4 separate regions of the Sus scrofa genome follow, and all the other regions are linked to region 1. The links are chromatin contacts, called in public Hi-C maps. All regions are on one chromosome and are shown on one strand. Each heading gives the region's core, a stretch centred on a gene start, on an enhancer-like site or on the middle of the called end of the contact. The rest is flanking DNA. Distances are from core to core; before and after follow the strand shown.

Region 1 (3,109 bases), core at 180-2,679:
AATTTAAACCATAGATTGGAGATTATCCTAGTCTAGTTGAGCCAAGCCAATCCATAGGCAACCTACATTACCATAAACATGAAATAGAGACTTCTTTTTGTAAACCACTGAGATTGGAAGGGGCAGTATTTGTTACACAGCATTGTCACAGCAGAAATGTGACTAATACATTGGGTATCCATCTAATAACTTTGGTGGGGATAAAAAACTACATGGCTGTAGCTATTTCCCAGGATACAAAAATGCCCTCAATTTTTTTCTGGTGACACACTATTAAAGTCAGTGCCATGAACTCAGTGCTTTTTTCTACACACTATGAATCTTAGGATCCAGACATGGCAAGACAGGGCTCCCTAAAAGAATCTAACCTATTTATATTGGAAAATCTACCTTATATTCACAGATGTTTCTCCCACAGCTTGAGTTTTCATAAAGCAAACTAGATGTGGTGGTGTCAGTCACTTAAAGCATACAATTTTAGCTGTGTGGAACAATAAGTCTCTAATATAACCACAGGGGAGTTGCCACCACTTAAATGAGAAAAGCTGGTCTCCCAAGGCAGTGAAGCACATTGTTACCTGTCAGGGTATTGAGTTTCTCAGTGTGGGTTTTCTTTTGTTAGCCATTCGAAGCTATGCATTCAGCTACTGCTTATTTCATTTTGTGCTACCAATGCATGGTAAAATGGATGAAACTGTGTGAAAAAACCTCTTTAATTCCTAATCTCTTTCTCCACTACTAAAACTTTCTTATATTTTTTGTTTTAAATCAGAAATGGGTTTTAAGATTTATTCTGGAAATTTTCCATTTTGTAAATGGAAATAATAAAAATAAAATCTAAATTGTAAGGCTAAAAAAAAAAAAGGGAAGCAATCAAGGATAGTGGTTATGGTAAAACCCTATGAATTAGACTTCTTTGAATTAGACTTTGAATCCAGGTCCCATCAAAAATGGTGTAAAAATGACTTAAGTTCCTAGCCTCAGTTTCTTCATTTGTAAAGTGAGGATAATAAAAGTGCTCATCTCAGGATTATGACAAGTCAGTGAAATAATCTTTTGAGGCTTAGCACAGTGCCTAACAGACAACAAATAGCCAGTAAATGATAGAAATTATGATAGGGAGAATTTTGTTAGTGTAGTTTTTCTTAGGAAAGTAGCTGTTCATTATAGAAAGACAGGCTGTATCATGGCATTTGCTTTGACCTTTTTATTATTGGGGGAAAAAAAAAAACCTCAAGACCCAAATTGTGATTAATTTATACACTGTGTTTATGAACAGCTAAGCTTTCACTACTTCAGTTCTCTGAGAGGAATAAGGGTCGATGACACAGAAAATTTGGACTCACCACAAAATGAACACTTCTGGAACCTTCATTTAGTTGCAATCAAAATAGACTGGGCTCTCTGGTAATACACTGTGGGCAAGTTTCCAGGCAAACACAGAGTGCTCTTGGATCCCTCCACACATAGCACACTAGAGTGACAGCAACTGTGCTGTAGATCAGCCACGGTGAAATGTCTCTCCAGTGAATTTGCAAGGAAGATAAGAACATTCCAACAGCTGACGTGTTGCCCAAATGGCAGGTCACCTCACTCTCAGGTCTACTTTTTTCCTGACTGCAAAGAACACCAGGGTAGACAGCCTTGGGTTTATGAAAAATGTGATTGCTAAGGAAAGTTAATTCTTTACAGAAACTGCAAGTTGATAAGGGTTCAGATTGATAAGAATTTGTTATAAGACATATTTGACGTTTACCTTGAAAGATCCTGTGAAGTACATGTGTGTGTGCCAGTGTGTGTGTATGCATGCACATTGCTGGTACCTTTTGTTTGAAATGAGCAAGCAGTTATAAATTATATAAACCAGCCATTTGAAATAATGTCTAACATTCCTCCCCTGGAGAAAGAGAATATTTTCTCTCCCATCTAGGCATTCTGTTTCTGAGTCCATTTACTTTCTGTCAACCACTTCGGAATGCATTTAACTTAAAAGCGAAGCTAGGAAAATTTACAAATTTATTTTCTGTAATACAGAGCTTGGGACTTGTTCCCATTTGAAGTATGTGTGTGTGTGTGTATATATATACACACATCTATATATAGACAAACACATACATACAGTCTTGAGTTCACTCAGAAAATAAATAATTGCTATGTAATCCTAGAGCAAAGATTAATATGACTCACATGAAAAATTAATGAAGAATCACAGTAAAAATACACTTTATTTTCCTAGAAGAAAATGCAAGGCATTTTACCTCTCCAAGAAACAAAGAATATTATATATATGTATATATACGTATATATACCATTATTCAATAAATAAAAAAGAAAAAAATATACATATTAAGTATACCTTATGAGGGAGACAGTAAAGAAGAAAAGAAAACAAAAGATAAAGGGGAAGAAAGAGACATAGAGAGAAAGTATAAGTGAAAAATGAGATAGCTACACACTAACATAAATGCATAAACATAGTGCCAGACATTTTCAGAGGGTAGCATTGCTCTGTATTACTCTTTGAAGGCAGTTATTACCGTCTCTAACACTGGGCCCCAGTTCAGATGTTTGGTTTGTGGCTCATGCTCTGTAGCCTGATGAAATTTATTTAGTAAATGGTCAGACCCAGCCCATAGTTTAGGGTTTCTTCTGCTCTGCAGTAGAATCTGGTGGAGATGGATGATATTCTCTTTAATTGACTCACTGCGTGAGGCTGAGGGCCATTTGAATCCCTCTTGAGAGAGACAGTACCGAATGACAGGTGAGATTAAATTTTCTTTATACATAATCATATTGTTTTATTTGCTACAATAAGCAGGAAATAAAATGAAACAAACGAATCTCATACACACCCAGAAAGGCCATCCGAGAAGAACCTGTGAAAGGGACTAAGAAGGAATGTTTTGGGTAGAGGCAAGAGGAAATCCCTAAAGGGTGGTGTCCCAGATGCCAAAGGAATGGTTAACCTACATCTCCTGGAATTCTACTTAATTTTTTCCAGTAATTTTACTGAGGTATAATAAAAGGCATAGTAAAATGCACACATATTGAACACACAACTCCATGTCTTTTTATCAAGTATATACCCGTGTAATCACCACCAAGATAA
Region 2 (3,157 bases), core at 158-2,657, 340 kb after region 1:
TGGAAGACCAACATTTTGATTTATCCCATGAAGTCTACTTTGGTTTCTTTAATATCAAAGAATATCCCCCCAAAAAAGTGAAGGTGCCCAGCTTTGCTAATGCTCTAAAGATATGCTTGGTCTATTTGTGAGTAATATCACATCACTCTATAATGGGGCAATGAGACACCCCACTTTGCCTGAGCCAGTCTCCACTTATGTCTGTTACTAAAGGCACCATGATGATTATTATAACCCCCACTTATTCTCAAAAGTGTCTCAATTTGAATGATGAAAGTGCCTCGATATTTTAACTCCCAGAATAAGAATGTTTACAGTGGCATATTCAATAGTGCCTTGGTTTCACTGAGGAGCCTGAGATGCGGGAGGAGAGAGAGTCTGGTACCCAAGGTCTCAACAGTCCAGAAAAAGACCATTAATGAGAGAAGGAAGTGAACAGTAATTTAAGGAAGAAAGACACAACTTCACCTGTGTGTTTTTTGTGGGAAAGAGAAATTAATAGAAAAGTTGATTGGATGAGTTTCCTGGTGGCCCAACGATTAAGGACTCAGCATTGTCACTGCTGTGCCTCATTGTCACTGCTGTAGTAGGGTTCAATCCCTGGCCCGGGAATGTCTTCATGCCACAGGCATGGCCAAAAAAGACATGTTTACGTCTTCATTCAATTTACCTGAGTTGCGCAAATGAGTAACTGAGCTGGGATCTGCATCCATGACTGGCTGACTCTAAACAGGTAATGAGTACGTAAATGAAGGAGTGGATCCAGTACAACAGAAGACAAATGGTGTGATCTGAATGATGAGCGCCTCCAGATTGAAGAGGAGACGGAAAGGGTGGGTGGAAATATTTGGGGAAGGAGAGAAAAGAGTATTCTATCTTAGGGACTTCTCAGGATGGAAAGACTCTAAGGGAGTCTTCACCATCTATCACTCCCTCCTGGCCTGACAGAGTATAGGTCAGCCCAGGATACTGTCCTCACTGGCAGGCTTGTGTTCTTTGGACTCTGTCAGTAGCACACTCATGACCACAACCAGAAACAGCACTCGTGAGCCCCCTTTGAACACTCAAGTGCCCCACTCTGGTGTGAGCACACAAAGTGCACTATAAAAAGTCACACTGATGAACAGTTCAGGCCAAAATGTTCAGAAACAGAATGTCCTAGCACATGCAAGTGGACCTTTCCTCGCAGAGCCCCATTTAACTTTTTCCAGGAGTATCTGCCCACAGTGGCTTGCTCCCCTGAAGCTGGGATGCACAGGGGGCTTGGTTTCACATGCTTTTTAGAATTCTTCTTTAAGACAGAATTCCCTACCAAGCTGACAGGCATCACTTAGAGGCTGAGCTCAGCACCCTGGCCATGCCCCAGAAGGAGGTTAAAATAGGACCAAGGGCAAGCCAGGCTCACTGTCATTCTCAGGCATGGGCCCCAGGGCTCACACCACCAGCACAGGGCCGGGCAGAGATCCAGAGAGGCAGCTGGTAGGGGAGGAGGGGATGCCACCAACTGGAACAAAAAAAAAATTACATCTCCAACTTATATATTCAGGCCATCAATCACCCCCTGGCATCAAGAGAAAGTGGTAGGGGCCTCTCCCTGCTGCCAGGTATACCTTTACAGTGTCATTTGTGACTCCTTGTTCTGAACCCTTCAGGAATTTATCTTAAACAAGGGTTCTTAGGCTTTTTTGTTGCATGGGCCCTTTTGGCAACCTGGTGAAGCCCCTTCTCACAATAAATACATAAAATGAGAGACATAGGATTTCAAAGAAAATTGATTATGTTGAAATAGTTATTATAACATTGAAGAAACAAATTTATTGCAGAGTAAAACAGTGTTCTTTATTAATATATTAAACAAACAATATCTAGCAGCAAGTCGCATAAATAACTACTATAATTTGAAATAGTGACAAGTGGAAATATTTCAAGATATCTGCAACAAATGTAATATCGTATCATAAATCTGATTTCTATGGGTGACAAATCTTGCTCATTCTACTATGGCTTGCCATCTGCATTCCTATTGAACAAAACGCTTTCAGGCAAAGGTTAAATTTTTTAAAAAAAGATAATTTTTCCCACACAAGTTCAGGAACCCCTTAACCCCAGAATAAGAATCCAGACTTATGACATTATAAAGAGGTACTTCAGGGCATGAGGTTTTCTATACTTTATTCTCTCAAATTATGTAGTCTTGGGACCCCAGGGAACCTAGACTATGCCATCGTGCTTTGAAACTGTTTTGCATGATTAGCAATTTTTCTACTTTATTTAAAAATAGGGCATACACTTTTATTTAAATCAGAAAGGATGAAAAAAGAGAAAAATTCTTGTGTCCACCCTGGACTCCAGGCCCAGCTCTATCCAGTACCTTCAGTCTTTTCCCCCAGGAGCAAATATGTTATCAGGGGCATATGGTTCCAGAAATATTCTGTTTATTCATAAGCATCCATATACGTGTGTGTGTGTGTGTGTGTGTGTGTGGAATGTGTGTTTCTATCCTGTTTATTGTTACAAATGGCATCATTTTATAAACACTGTGATGGAGGTTCCATTTTATTATACTCAGCAGCACATCTTTGACATAGTTCTCTGTCAGAATGTATAGTTACTGCTTTTCTTTTCATGACTGTATAGTAATTCATTTACAGAGTACCCTATTTTATTTAACAATTTTCCAGTTGATTAACCTTAGGTTATTTTTGGTTTTTACTACTAAAAACAATGTTGCAATGAGTGCATTTGGGTGTATGTCTGTGTCCACAAATTCAGGATAAATTCCTAGAAGTGGAATCACTTAAGCAAAAAATATTTGCTTTTTTATTTTATTTATTTGTTCATTTATTTATTTATTGGCTTTTTAGGGCTGCACCCACATCATGAGGAGGTTCCCAGGCTAGGGGTTGAATCGAAACTATAGCCACCGGCCTGTGACACAGCCACAGCAACACAGGATCTGAGCTGCGTCTGTGACCTACACCACAGCTCACAGCAACACCAGATCCTTAACCCACTGAATGAGACCAGGGGTTAAACCTGCAACCTCATGGTTCCTAGTTGAGTTCGTTTCTGCTGTGCCATGACAGGAACTCCATACTTGCTATTTTAGATTTAACCTGATTATCTTCAAATTTACCAAATAAGGAATTTAAAATAT
Region 3 (2,913 bases), core at 351-2,850, 380 kb after region 1:
ATAGCTTTTTGGACAGTAATCCAGGACCTCTAACTGCTGCATAATTGCTGTGCTTACATATACCCTACCCTACCTTCCCATGATTCCTTGCAAGAGGGACCCAGGTGTTTTCCAACTCCGTCACTGTAAACAACACTGTCCTGAGCCCAGTTGTACATGACTTCTGATAGACCTGTGTGAAAATTCTTTGAGGTCTCTATCCTGGAGCAGAACTGCCAGGTCAGGAGGTATGTGTGTGCTTAATGGGACCAGAAGGTCCTCACAGCCTGTGCCCCCACCCACCAGGCAGGAGACTCCCCATGTCCCCACATCCCTGCCTGCACTTGGTACTATCAAGCTTTTAAATTTTTGCCAACCTAACATATAGTCTATCATTCTGTGGTTTTCACTTGAATTTGACTACCTAATATTTTGAGCATCTTAGCATATGTTTATTAGCCCTCGGGTTTCCTAGTTGGTAAGCTGCCTGTTCCTATTCCTGTTCCTTGCCCACGTTTTACTAGGATTGCTGTCTTTTTCTTGTTGACTTTCAAGAGTCCTTAATCTAAATATCAATTGCTTGACTGTCTCAGACTTTGTAAATATCTTCTCCCACTCTTGCCCCGTAGTTTATCTTTTTGAAGCGTTAAGTCGTTTTTCTTCACCTCTACATCCGTAAAATCATCCCTTGCCTTGTCTCCTTTTACCTTTAATCTTTCACCTTCAGGTCTTTAATACATCTCATATTTGACTTGGAAATACTGTATGGCATTCTGTGAACGATGAAATGATACAGGTTAAGCGCCTAGCACAATGCCTCTGACCCAAGAGCTGTACAATTGTGGGTGATTGTTACTATCATTTGAATACAAAGTGGTGAGCGCTGCCCTAGGAAATCTAGCGTTAAGGAGAGTTTGGATGCTGTTTAGCTAGGTCAGGAAAGGTTTTATGAACGAAGGTGAAGTGATGGAGGTTGGCTTTAAAAATGGATGTCAGAGTCATTTATTTTGAGAGGAAAGGCAGTATTCCAGGGAGAGGATCGGGCCGAGACAAAGCCCAGGATGCAGGAATGCCATCGCTTAACAAGGTTTAGGCAAATCACACCGAAGAGAGGAGCTGACTACTCACCCACTGCTGTCTGTCTTTCCGCCCCTGCCCACTCCCCCTTCCCCCTGCAGGCTCCCTGTTCTCCACCCTGAAGCCCCCCGACAACGTGTTCAAGGTGGTGTTCTGGCTGGGCTATTTCAACAGCTGCCTCAACCCCATCATCTACCCGTGCTCCAGCAAGGAGTTTAAGCGCGCCTTCGTGCGCATCCTCGGGTGCCAGTGCCGCGGCCGCCGTCGCCGCCGCCGCCGCCGCCGCCTGGGCGGCTGCGCCTACACCTACCGCCCGTGGACGCGCGGCGGCTCACTGGAGCGCTCGCAGTCGCGCAAGGACTCGCTGGACGACAGCGGCAGCTGCCTGAGCGGCAGCCAGCGGACCCTGCCCTCGGCCTCGCCGAGCCCCGGCTACCTGGGCCGCGGCGCACCGCCGCCCGTTGAGCTGTGCGCCTTCCCAGAGTGGAAGGCACCCGGCGCCCTCCTGAGCCTGCCCGCGCCCGAGCCCCCCGGCCGCCGCGGCCGCCAAGACTCGGGCCCGCTCTTCACCTTCAAGCTCCTGACGGAGCCCGAGAGTCCCGGGACCGACGGAGACACCAGCCACGGGGGCTGCGAGGCCGCGGCCGATGTGGCCAACGGGCAGCTGGGCTTCAAAAGCAACATGCCCCTGGCGCCCGGGCAGTTTTAGGGCCCCGCGCACCGCTTTCCATCCCTGGGGAGGCGGTCATTTGGGGGGAGGGCGGGGCGGAGGGGGGGAGGGCAGTGTTGGCGCCCGGTAGACGCGGGCCCCACGGGGAAACGGGGGGAGGGGGGCGGGGAGAGGGGCAGCTGCTTTTCTGGCAGGGGCATGGGTGCCAGGTACAGCGTGGTGAGCTGGGCCGAGCATGCTGAGAGCCTGGGGGACCCGACGCCGGCCGGGATTTCCGTCTCTCTCTCTCTCTCTCTCTCTGTGTATATATCTAAACGAGTCCCTCTGTACATGTATTTAACCGTGGGTACACGTGCGTGTGTCTGTGCGGTGTACGTGTGGTGTGAGTGTGTGCGTGTGTGGGGCCGCCCGCGCGGGGGCAAGAGCGAGTGTGCGCCCAGGAGGCAGCGGGGGCGTTTTTTGTCTTGTGACTTCGTACCTCTCAAGCCCCTCCTTGTACTTCCTGAACGGTGGCACTTTGGCGGGGTTGGAAACAAAGTCGGACATTAAAGGTGGTTTCTCCTGTTCCGCTTTTGAGTAGTTTGTGAACCAGGTGACAAGCAGGATCTTGAGTTTCCTTTTCCTTCGCGTTCAGGTGTGCCCTGGTCTCTCCCACCAACCGTATGGGCAATGGTTTGCTGCCCCCAAACCCACGTTGGCCCCATTTCTGCCTTTGCCATTCCTGCCTTCCAGAGCTAAACAAATCTGACCTTGTGGCTGAAAGTGACCCCCTGAACTTGGCCCATAAATCCTGCTTGCCTGCTTTTGACTCCTAGTGGCAACTGAATCCTCCTGCTGTGGGCAACACTGGGCAATGTCCGGCATGGCCCTGAACCTCAGGACTCCAATCTTATCTGGGGCTACCAGGTCAGCACCCTAGGTGGGCGTGTCACCTGATGGAGGTTGGGTCCCTTACTTCATACAACATCTTTAGACCAAATACTGTTTGCCTGTGCCCATGGAACCTGAAAAGGAAAGCAAGAATGCAGAATTCTCTGGACAAGATAAGAACCCATGTGTCAATACAGCACACATGGGCACAAGAACCCTCCTAAGCTCTGCTGACTGGCCAGCCTGCCTGGGAAAGGAGCACTGAGGAAAGTCCCACAGAGAGGAGCATACCTTGAAGAAGGTAACTTCTGTTCTAG
Region 4 (2,895 bases), core at 71-2,570, 310 kb after region 1:
CTCCATACAAAAAAAGCAAACGACCCCATCAAAAAATGGGCAGAAGATCTAAACAGACAGTTCTCCAAAGAAGACATACAGATGGCCAAAAAAACACATGAAAAGATGTTCAACATCACTCAATATTAGAGACATGCAAATCAAAACCATGATGAGTTGCCACCTTACACCAGCCGGAAAGGCCATCATCAAAAAGTCTACAAACAGTAAGTGCTGGAGAGGGTGTGGAGAAAAAGGAACCCTAGTACACTGTTGGTGGGATTGTAAAGTGGTGCAACCACTGTGGAAAGCAGTATGGAGATTCCTCAGAAAACTAACCATAGAACTACCATTTGATCCGGCAATCCCACTCCTGGGAATCTATCTAGAGAAAACCATGACTCACAAAGACCCATGTACTCCAATGTTCATTGCAGCACTATTTGCAATAGCCAAGACATGGGAACCACTTAAATGTCCACAACAGAGGAGTGGATCAAGATGTGGTACATATACACAATGGAATATTACTCAGCCATTGAAATGAACAAAATACCGGCATTTTTAGCAACACGGATGGACCTAGAAATTATCATGCTAAGTGAAGTCAGCCATACAATGAGACACCAACATCCAATGCTTTCACAGACATGTGGAATCTGAAAAAAGGACAGACTGAACTTCTTTGCAGAACAGATGCTGACTCACAGACATTGAAAAATTTATGGTCTCTGGAGGAGACAGTTTGGGGGTTGGGGGGATGTGCTTGGGCTGTGGGATGGAAATCCTGTGAAACTGGATTGTGATGATCATTATACAGCTACAGATGTGATCAATTCATTTGAGTAATAAAAAAAAGAAAAGAAAAGAATGTGCATTTGTTTTAGAACAATATTGAACGAGGATAAAAAATAGGTGATTCACAGACTAAGTCTCTGAGTCCTCCCACACTTTAACATCCATCCCTGGCAAAGGTTTCTGTTCCATGTCTTATCCCCTGCTTAGTTGATAGCGTTGTTGATGGCAGAGTCTGTATTTTTTCCATGTTTGCATTCCCCGTATGCCTGGCACAAAGTTCAACCAAGTTCATCTAACACATGAAAGAGCAGATAGAATAGGGCTTCAGTGTTCCTATCTATCAAGTGGGAGCCTTGAACATCTGCCTTTTTGATGCTCTGTGTGAAGGAGCAGTTCCTCTTGGTCTTCTTGCTTTGGGGAGGTGAGAAGTGGGTTTTCCTTCTGTGCCGCCCACATGTTTCTGTTCTCCTCATGATGAGTCATCTGGGAGCCAGACACCACCGCTCTCAGACAGAACATGTTAGGTACTTGCTCAGGAGCAGGAGGGCCATAAATCTGTGCCGCGTCCCCGTGGTTACCTAGGGAACACTGGGGCACAGCCAAGAAGGGGGGACTGTAGACAGAGAGGGCTCTGGCCAGTGTCCCAGCCTCTTGGCAACAGCCCAGTAAGCACTTCCCACTCTTCTAGTTTGGAAACAGTGTCCTGTCCCCTGTGGAGGGCAAAGGTGGCCCCTGCCAAGAGGCTCTGAAATGCACCAAGATCCCCTACCAAACATTCAAAGAGATAAAAGGGATCAGGCAGCAAAATGACTATGACAGGAACCAGGGCAGCTGGAATCTGGTCCTGCACGTCATCCCTTCACCATTACACAGGCAATCATAAACAGATTCCCCCTTCCATTCTCTGCAGGTGTGAAAATTAAATGAAACAGTATACTAAACTGCTTGGCATAAGTCCTGATCACAGGAAACAATTAATAGAAGCAGTTGTAAATTTAATTATTAGTAGTAGTACTGATAGTAGCAGTAGTAGATTATTCTCACCATAATCTCCCAAATTTTATTCCACTTTACTAATGAGGAATTTGGGCCCAGAGAGATTAAGCAACTTGCTCAAAATCCTTCTACTAAGAATCAGATCCACTGATAACAGCCAGCTAGCTACTGTAATGCATGGGGATTATTCTGGAAAGTCCTGTGAGAGTGTGTGGGAAGAATGGACAGTATCACTCAGCTCCATTCAGCTCCACACCCAGACAGGCACCCTTACTGTGGTTGTATGATGGATGGAACACCTCTGGACCTTTCTCCAAACCTTACATAGTCTCATCCTCAACCTCTGAAAACAGAGTCCCTGGGCTCTAACTGGCTCTGACTGGGTCAGAGTGTCCACCCCTAGAGCTGCAGGGGAGGGTCATCCTGGGTCTGAGAGGTCGGGGGCTTAGAGAACAGTCATGAGTACAAAGGGATATAGAATGGAGGCTATAGGCCCAAGCAAGATGTGTGTGTGTGTGTGTGCGTGCATGTGTGTGTGTGCATGTGTGTGTGTGAAGCTGAAAAACATTTGCCAAAATGTTTACAGAAGTGCTCTCTCTGGATGGTGGAATTAAAAAGCTGATTTCCCTTTTGTTTTCTAGACCTTTCCATAAAGTTACCATAAGCACATAGTTTGATGATTTTTAGAACTATTTTCTTTTTTTTTTTTTTTTGGTAGAGCATATCATCATTTATTCAATCCTTTTAGAAGCTATTTTCCTTTGCTTAGTGGTTAAATAATGCACATAATATATAGTTATATTAAGTGTATATACTTTTAAGAGTTTGAGACTGGATATTTGAGGCCTCAGTCCTGGTTCTGGCTCTGAGTGACCACAGTCATGTGCCTTGTCTGGCCTTGGTTCCAACATCTGTGAAATGAGGGGAGGGCCACACAACCTCTACAATCCCTTCCAGCTGTGATTCTCTCCCCTTCGGTGTACATACAGCAAGTAAAAAGGTATGAAACAGCTGGATCCTAAGAGCCTGCTTGAATATGAAGAGAATAGAGTTGACCCTTGAACAACCATTTATATATGTACATATAGGTGTGTATACATCTAAACATATATGTATGCATAT

What was found. Hi-C and Micro-C count contacts between places; a contact is called where the count stands out from the background.
Region 2: a contact with region 1 is called in a Hi-C map of heart right ventricle, with 4 times the contacts expected there. The contact joins two enhancer-like sites. A contact is called at or near these places in 3 of 47 Hi-C or Micro-C datasets (embryonic fibroblasts, fetal heart ventricle and heart right ventricle).
Region 3: a contact with region 1 is called in a Hi-C map of heart right ventricle, with 2.2 times the contacts expected there. The contact joins two enhancer-like sites. A contact is called at or near these places in 2 of 47 Hi-C or Micro-C datasets (embryonic fibroblasts and heart right ventricle).
Region 4: a Hi-C map of heart right ventricle shows a contact between it and region 1, with 15 times the contacts expected there. The contact joins two enhancer-like sites. A contact is called at or near these places in 3 of 47 Hi-C or Micro-C datasets (embryonic fibroblasts, fetal heart ventricle and heart right ventricle).

Annotation. Positions count from the first base shown.
Region 1 is chr16:63,926,246-63,929,354 of Sscrofa11.1, reverse strand. The region is part of intron 1 of ADRA1B (alpha-1B adrenergic receptor); the gene reads left to right. All of the region lies in intron 1 of LOC110257290 (a long non-coding RNA gene), which reads right to left. Among named protein-coding and RNA genes, the nearest start is that of ADRA1B, 83 kb to the left of the region's middle. Within about 2 kb of position 1,429, at least 3 of the 83 cell types and tissues checked have an H3K27ac peak or open chromatin away from gene starts, as enhancers often do.
Region 2 is chr16:63,588,396-63,591,552 of Sscrofa11.1, reverse strand. All of the region lies in intron 7 of ADRA1B (alpha-1B adrenergic receptor), which reads left to right. Among named protein-coding and RNA genes, the nearest start is that of TTC1, 74 kb to the right of the region's middle. Within about 2 kb of position 1,407, at least 2 of the 83 cell types and tissues checked have an H3K27ac peak or open chromatin away from gene starts, as enhancers often do.
Region 3 is chr16:63,549,503-63,552,415 of Sscrofa11.1, reverse strand. It overlaps ADRA1B (alpha-1B adrenergic receptor), which reads left to right. Exons shown (of 8, transcript XM_021076921.1): 8 at 1,158-2,293. The coding sequence ends at 1,765. Among named protein-coding and RNA genes, the nearest start is that of TTC1, 35 kb to the right of the region's middle. Within about 2 kb of position 1,600, at least 13 of the 83 cell types and tissues checked have an H3K27ac peak or open chromatin away from gene starts, as enhancers often do.
Region 4 is chr16:63,616,131-63,619,025 of Sscrofa11.1, reverse strand. All of the region lies in intron 5 of ADRA1B (alpha-1B adrenergic receptor), which reads left to right. Among named protein-coding and RNA genes, the nearest start is that of TTC1, 100 kb to the right of the region's middle. Within about 2 kb of position 1,320, at least 16 of the 83 cell types and tissues checked have an H3K27ac peak or open chromatin away from gene starts, as enhancers often do.